Linked DNA regions of Mus musculus: region 2 is linked to region 1. Evidence: chromatin contacts called from public HiChIP or PLAC-seq data. All regions are on one chromosome and are shown on one strand. The core of a region is the stretch at or near the end of the contact, and the rest is flanking DNA. Distances in the headings are between cores, read along the strand shown. Region 1 holds the start of Bloc1s5 (biogenesis of lysosomal organelles complex-1, subunit 5, muted). Region 2 overlaps Tfap2a (transcription factor AP-2, alpha).

Region 1 (3,939 bases), core at 1,418-3,917:
CACAGTAGAAAGACCTCCCTGCTCTTACCTCAAAATCTCTACTGAGTTGAGACCACTACTTAGTCCTTGGCTCTTCCTTGAGTTTCTCTCTCTCTCTCTCTCTCTCTCTCTCTCTCTCTCTCTCTCTCTCTCTCTCTCTCTCTCTCTCACACACACACACACACACACACACACACACCACATACATACACCACACACAAGCATGCATATGCCACAGACACATTGTTTAGAATAATAGATTTCCCTCCTCACAATGCACAGGTTGATCTAGCAGTTTCTGATGGTGCACACAGCTCATGTGACTGCATCTGGCTGGAAATGACTCTCACATCTCTGGGACAGGAGTGGGGACTCTTGGTGTGCCTCAGTTCTCCCCTTGCAACCTCTCTCCACACGTGTCTAAATTAGTATGCTTCTACACATGATGACCTCACTCCAGCAAGAGTGTCCTGGCAAGAAAACAAAGCAGGATGCTGCCCGGTCCAATGGAACCCACTCATCAGTACCGTGTGTTCCACTGGTCAAAGGTCAAGTCACAAGGCCAGCCCAAATTCAAGGTGAAGAGAAACAAATCCGTCTCCTAACAGGAGGTGCTGATAATCTCACATGTGGGAATTAAGAACACTACCAAATATGTTGATCAAAATTTGAGGCTAGTTTTATTATAATACTGGCCAGGATAATGGACACTGGGCCGGTCCATACCAGGGATGCCTAGAGAATGTTAGTGAATTACCTTAGTCAGAGGCTTATAAAAGCAAAACCCACAGGGCTGTGTACGGTTAGGAGCAAACATCTATTCTGACGGACTTACTGTCTATACACCTCCCACCTATGTGTGATCAAGCATAGCCTGTGCAGTTTGGGTAATTAGGCTTGTTGGAAGAAGCAAAACGTGATTTGTTATCTTACATGGATAACAGCCCCAAGGATTCCAGGAAGTTATTTCTGGAAGTTATTCCTTGGGCAAGGGAGGCTTACAGGCCTTTTTGTTTTATAATTCTAATGTTTTAAGCACAGTAATTTAAACTTAAAACATGACATTAATCCTCACAATCCATCATGTGGCATGTCTCTACTGAGAAGGCAGGAACTGCTGTGGCCCTTCTGACCTTAGGTCTCTTCATCTGAAAATGGAGATTTTCCTAAGTCAGCCCTTGTTCGAGTCTGTGTTCGCAGATTCAGTCATAGAAAGTATTTTTTAAATGTCACATTGTTGATGACAGGTATCATAAGTCAGCCGTAACTGCAAATCGGTACTGAGTACTGGCCTTGTCTTCTTGTTGCTATTCCAGAAGTAACAATGTATTGGTGAGAACAGGAAGTAGAAACTGGTGAAATAGAGCAGGAATTCCCAAGCCGTGCTTCCAAGAATGTCCTTGCCGGAGGGCAGGAATGCTGGGATCCAGAGAGCTCAGGTTCCGGCTTCTTTGCCTTCGCTGACGCTTTATTGGAAACTATCTGAAGACCCAATTCTATTTCCAAAGTGTTAATTATGGCAACTAGAATTTCTTTATCACAACACAGAGTTGGCAAATTTCAGAGGTGAAATCCAGAATCAACATTTAAAAAAAAAAACAAACAGCCACATTAATGTAAGAAAAGCATTCAATTTCACATATTGTAGTGAGTCTTCATGGTGCACAGTCATAAAGGAAATTATGCAAAGGGAAAGAAATTTTTTTCTACAATGCAGAAAAATGAATATGAAATTTCTTGGAAGTGAGGAGAATAACAAATGTCTTTGAAAACTATGATTTCTACATATTGATTAAAAAGCTAGGAAATTAAATTTTTTATTTGTCCTCCTTTGGGGGTTTACCATTTCTTCTGCGATAATCCCCCAATTCCTGCTTCACCTAGTTATTCTCTCCATGTCTCACTTCAAGACTGGAGACAAACACTGGTCTTTTCTGGGAAGTCTTTCCTGATCCCCTCAACAGCTAGTATCCACAGGTATGGAACGATTCCTCTTCCTGCCGTTTATGTCGCTTTACGTTCCTCCTTCAGACTGGACTAAGACCCTTTAGGATGACATTGTTCATTGTTCAGAAGAGAGTAGCGGAGGAAGCGGTCACAGCTGAGTCCTAAGGAAGAACCCCTGGATGATGAGGAGGTAAAAACCACTGGGAGGCCGTGCATTGCTCTCTTTGAAGCATGACAATTTGTTGAGAAAATGAACATTATGGAATATATCAAATGTCAGCACTTATTAGTCTAATTTAGGGAGACCATCTCAAACACCCAACCAAGCAACAACAAAAAACCTAAACAAAACAAAAACGAGTTTCTTAACCTCTAACCGTGTTGCTTTATTTGTTAAAAAAATTATGATCTGTCTCCTCAGGTTGCTATGATGACCCTAAGGTGACAATACATGTCAAAATGCTTTATAAAATAGTGGTGGCCAGTAACAATGTAGAAACTATGTATATACTACTACTGTTATTCTTCTGCTCGCCGCGCCTTGCTCCAACCATAGTGAGTTTAGTTCCTACCGGCGTAGGATGGGATAACCGAGAAACAAGTAATTTTCAAACACCTCCCATACGCAGATCATCTGCCCTCATCCAGCATGGCCGCATCGGCTACACTCCCGGCGCCTTCCCCGAACCCAACGACTCCGACGCCCTGTGATGACGTAACACCAGAGCGTCTCTCTCCCTAAAGGTCCGTGCCTGCGCCGTGGACGCCGCGGGTGGGCGGAACTGGTCGGGATGAGTGGCGGAGGCACCGAGACCCCTGTAGCGTGCGACGCCGCCCAGGGCGGCAAGAAGCGGGACTCACTGGGGACTCCGGGTGCGGCGCACCTCATTATCAAGGGTACGGAGTGGAGGGCGTGGTCCTCCGTGCGGGGTGGGGGCAGCGTGCTGGGGACCGCCCCTCCTGGTGCTCCCCGGCTCCCCTGTAGCCCTCAGCTGCCTGGCCCGCCTCGAGACGAAAGGTCCCAGCTCGCAGGACCCAGTTACGTGCAATGGGCGAAGGGCGCACAAGCGGAGAATGGGAACTAGTTGGAGCCCCACACGTAGTAGGGTGACTTCGGTCCTTCACCCTCTCGTCCTCTGTCCTCTGCGCCTTGGGGGTCATGCCAGGAAGAACACTTGGGAAAACGTCCTGAAACACAGCGCTCAGTACCATACAGTGTACCGGTCTGAGCTGTCCCCTTTCAGCCTTAGTAGATTTCGACCTAAATTATTACAATAACAACTAGCTTTAATTCCTAAACCTCAGAAGTCCCCGTTAACCGCGAAGAAGCCTCCAATTGCAGTTTCCACTGCTTCCCTCAACTCCCTGCTCAACCCGCCTATTCCACCAACTTTGGGCTACAGTCCTACACTGCCTGGAGAGTGGTGGCTTACCATCTGTGCGGTTCCCATTTTACTCTTACCAGATCTGTGGGCGGCCCCAGCTGAGCTGGCTGCGACTGTTTAAACTGTGTTTCACATTGTTTCTTAGGTTTAATTTGGGATCCAGTAGTATTGTGTGTGTGTGTTAAGACTAAGTTAGAATTCTTTCTCTGTGCAATCTCAGTGAAGATTAGTCGTTGTATGGCTGTTGTTGGGCCACCATGACTCCATCCGCAAATGTTTTTCATCTTGCAAAACTTTGTATGCATTAAACCATAACTCCTCATGCCACTGTGAATTTGACTGGTCCAGTGCCTCTGAGGACTTGGACAGCTCCACTCTCGGAAATAAGGCTGTTTTGAATATGAATATATAGACATCCTTCGGAGGTCCTGTGTTCAGTTCTTGGGACTGTATCTCCAGTAGTGGATTTTTGGGTCATTTGATTATTCTTTAAACTTTTTGAGGAGTTGGCATGTTCTGTATTTGCTATACCATTTTCTAGTCACCTGTCATCACCAACTCTTGTCTTTGGTACTAGTTATTCTAATGCGTGTGAGATGACACTCCCTGTTGTGATTTTCATTTCCTC
Region 2 (3,709 bases), core at 276-2,775, 2.1 Mb before region 1:
TGCTGTGAATACTGAAATCAGGGCACCAGTGTCGAAGTGAGCGCAGTCTGTGTCACAAAGGAACCAGAGTGGGATTGTCCCTGTGTTTTCTGTGTTCTTCCTAAAGTCTGTCTCTTTCTGTGTTGACTTTTAAATGAATGTGGATGTGTGTGGTTTGCAGCCGGGGGTTTCACTGAAAGAGTATGGATTTGTGTTGCTTCAGAAAAAGTCAGAATCAAATCCTCACAGGGCTACCAACTAGGCTTGCCTGGGTTTTCTCTCTATCACTGTGTTCTGAAAGGCAGAGGCTAACTCGGCCTACAAAATGTGCCGTCCAGCAACAGCTCTACTCTTACCTCTAATCCCAGTTTCTATCCTCTCTCTCTCTTACACACACACACACACACACACACACACACACAGAGAGAGAGAGAGAGAGAGAGAGAGAGAGAGAGACTCAGAGACAGAGTTACATAGTTATACTATACTATGTATACTATGTAACTCTGTAAGTTTTAGTTAACTGGCAAGCTATCATCTCAGGGTTTCAAGATGGCCCAAGTTATATTCCCAAAGTGCCTGGGCTGAATTGACTTCTCTAGGTTGAAAAGAAAAATGACTGTCTTGATATGTTTGCTGGAAATTAAAAGGCTTGTTTAGAAGTCCTCAATTATCAAAAGCTGGTGTCACCGAAGGGCACCGCAGCAGAGAGTTAAGAGGCAGAGAGAGGCCTTGTGTGGGACAGTTTCTGGCCTAGTGATAGGCTTATACACACACACACACACACACACACACACACACACACACACACACACACACCCTCCCTCCATGGGCTGTAGCAACCTCAGGAAGGCCTCTGCTACTGCTGGCTTCCAGGACCAGACAAACTTCCTGTGTGCTGAGGTAGCTCTCTCTATGGCTCCCCACTTTAGTCTTAGAGACAGTCTGTCACTGACCCCAGAGCTCACTATTTGGACTAAAATGGCTGCCCAGCAAATCAGAGAGATCCCACTATCTCTCTGATCCAGCGCTGGGGTTAAAGACATAAGCCTCCAAGCTAGATTCTTACATAAATTCTGAGCATCCAAAGGCAGATCCTTGTGTGTGTGTGTGTGTGTGTGTGTGTGTGTGTGTGTGTGTGGTGTGGTCAAGTGTGAGTTCTCTCCCCGGGGCCTGCTGTTGTTTTGAAAAAGCAAAGTTTGCCTTTCTGCCTAAATTCAAGTCTCATCTGGTTTGAAGGTGAATGAGAGGAGACCCCATTCCACCAGCTTTTATTGTGGTTCCTTTAGGGATGTGGGGAGCAGGCTCTGGTGATATTTTGAAGAACAAGCCTGGCATTTCTAGAATACTGAAGAGGGATACTTGTGTTTTTCACTTCCGGTGTAACTTTTCTTTGCCTGTGAAATGCTTTCCTGTGTTCAGGGTGTTTGCTGTGAGAAAGGTGTAGGCAGAAGTTTGTCAGGGCTGAGGGTTGGAGGTGGGGAGAGAAGGGGAGGTCTTTTTGAAGTAGGAAGGGTATTCATTTAAGGGAGGAGTGTTGGTTTAGAAGTGACAGGCTTTGTTATTCTGAGTGACTGGCCTTGAGTCCTGAGTGGGGGAAGGTGGGCTGGATGGCTGAGGTAACTTCAGGGAGCGATGGTTTCTCACTACCACTAAGGCCTGATGGGAGCTTTCACTTCTGTCTCTGTTCCACTGCAGACAGATCTGCAAAGAGTTCACTGACCTGCTGGCTCAGGACCGATCTCCCCTGGGGAACTCGCGGCCCAATCCTATCCTGGAGCCTGGCATCCAGAGTTGCTTGACCCACTTCAACCTCATCTCCCATGGCTTCGGCAGCCCGGCGGTGTGTGCAGCGGTTACGGCCCTGCAGAACTATCTCACCGAGGCCCTCAAGGCCATGGACAAAATGTACCTCAGCAACAACCCCAACAGCCACACGGACAACAGCGCCAAAAGCAGTGACAAAGAAGAGAAACACAGAAAGTGAGGCTCTCCTCCCGCCCCGCCCCCGCCCGCCTCACCGGCCCGCGTCCCCCCACTCGCCCCTCCCCCACCCGGCAGGTGACAGCTCCGGGACCAGCCACTCCTACTGCTGCTGCTACTCTGCGTTGCCGCGCCGCCCTTCGTCCCCGGAGTCCTCCGGATTGCTCTCTCGACTGCCAGTGGGGCAGCCGCTGCCTACTCAGCGCCTTGCCTCAACTTCCCCATCAGTACCAACACCCCCTTTACCCTCGTGTGGAGCCTAAGAGAACAGAACAGGTCGTGAAGCCAGCAAAGAAAAGTTCTGTCGCGTTTGTGAACCTTTTTTTTTTTTAATCAAATCGACAACAAACATTAAAACTTTTTTTTTTTAAAAAGGACGTTAAAAAATTTAAAAAGTATATGAGCTTCATGGGACTAACTCATCGCCTTCCCTTGCGTACTTCAGATTGTAGCCATACTTTTAAAAAAAAAGGCAAAGAGGATAATGACATTTTTTATCAGTATTGTGAATAAACTTGAACACAAATACAGAAGTTCTATGTCCTGTCTTCAGTTGTAGAAGTTGTCTTCTGCAAGGTACAACCACCCACTTGAACTTCCTCTGATGACACAATCCACAATTCTATAAGGGAATCAGTGTTCACGTCTCTGTATATATTTATTTATGTGTAATTTAATGGGATTTGTAAATATGGTGAGTCTGTTTTAAACCTTTTTTTATTTATCTGGTGATCTCGTTTACCTCCTGTTTAGTGGGCTTTGGATCCTCCCTGTTAGTTCTTCATGTGGTTTTACTTAGAAATCCAAGGTTTGGGTAAGACTCCCCCTCCCCACCCCTTTTCTCCAATTCATGGATTTAGCCCCGTGGTAGCATGTTAAACGATTATAATGAAACAGCTGAACAAAAACATTTTTAAGGTAAAATAAAAATTTATATATAATTAGTATTACATTTAGCTTTTCATTGAACTGACAGGAAAAAAATCAGTGATATTGGGAGATTGGAAAAAAATTTCTTAAACTGGAGTGATTTGATAATCCTTCTATGGTATCATGGGGAGAAAAATAAAGTTTATTTGAGTTCACTGTCCTCCCTTAAAAGCATCCTTCGAGCAATAAATGAATATTGTCTTTAAACCAAGGGTTAGGGATTTCTCTTCTCTTCTCTTCTCTTCTCTTCTCTTCTCTTCTCTTCTCTTCTCTTCTCTTCTCTCTCTCTCTCTCTCTCTCTCTCTGCCTTTCTCTCTCTCTTTCTCTGTCTCTCTCTCTCTGCCTCTCTTTGTTCATCTTTAAACATTTGGGACCACCTGGGCTTCCTTGTCTTCGCTGGCCACATTGGAAGCAGTCCTAGCTGCACTGTGTTGAGTTGCTCTGGCAGGAGCCTCTATGCCTGTCAATGTATCATAGTCCTTTGTTGCCCAGATAAATAAATATTTGATACGCTTTATGTCGATTTTTTTTTTTATTCAGTGGCTGTCTTTACCCAGGCGTATTTTTGTTCTTGGCAGTATTTTTTATTCAGTATGGTTACAGTAATTGAGTTTAACTCTCCCTTGGCAATTGCTCTTTGCAATAAGCAGCTGAACCCATTGCTTCCCTCAAGTATAATAAAAACTTACTTTCAACTTGGAGTTCAGAGCAGGGTATCATTTAGATATTCCACTGAGTCTGTATTCAGACAAACGACCCAATAAAGCCCGATGTATTCTTTTGGATAAAAGATTGTTTGTACTGCTAAAGGAATGAC

Evidence for each region. HiChIP or PLAC-seq counts read pairs in DNA pulled down with a chosen protein or histone mark.
Region 2: a contact with region 1 is called in an H3K27ac HiChIP or PLAC-seq map of embryonic stem cells, with 8 times the contacts expected there. The contact joins the enhancer-like site here to the promoter of Bloc1s5 in region 1. A contact is called at or near these places in 2 of 484 Hi-C or Micro-C datasets (CD4 T cells and the G1E-ER4 cell line), 3 of 115 datasets of contacts at active chromatin or transcription factors (embryonic forebrain, embryonic stem cells and large pre-B cells) and 1 of 9 other capture datasets (embryonic tail).

Annotation. Positions count from the first base shown.
Region 1 is chr13:38,633,820-38,637,758 of GRCm38.p6, reverse strand. It overlaps Bloc1s5 (biogenesis of lysosomal organelles complex-1, subunit 5, muted), which reads left to right and starts at 2,667. Exons shown (of 5, transcript NM_139063.3): 1 at 2,667-2,823. The coding sequence starts at 2,718.
Region 2 is chr13:40,715,372-40,719,080 of GRCm38.p6, reverse strand. It overlaps Tfap2a (transcription factor AP-2, alpha), which reads left to right. Exons shown (of 7, transcript NM_011547.5): 7 at 1,678-3,709. The coding sequence ends at 1,966. Among named protein-coding and RNA genes, the nearest start is that of Gm26688, 11 kb to the left of the region's middle. Within about 2 kb of position 1,525, at least 15 of the 459 cell types and tissues checked have an H3K27ac peak or open chromatin away from gene starts, as enhancers often do. A contact at or near this core is called in embryonic stem cells, where this site is marked.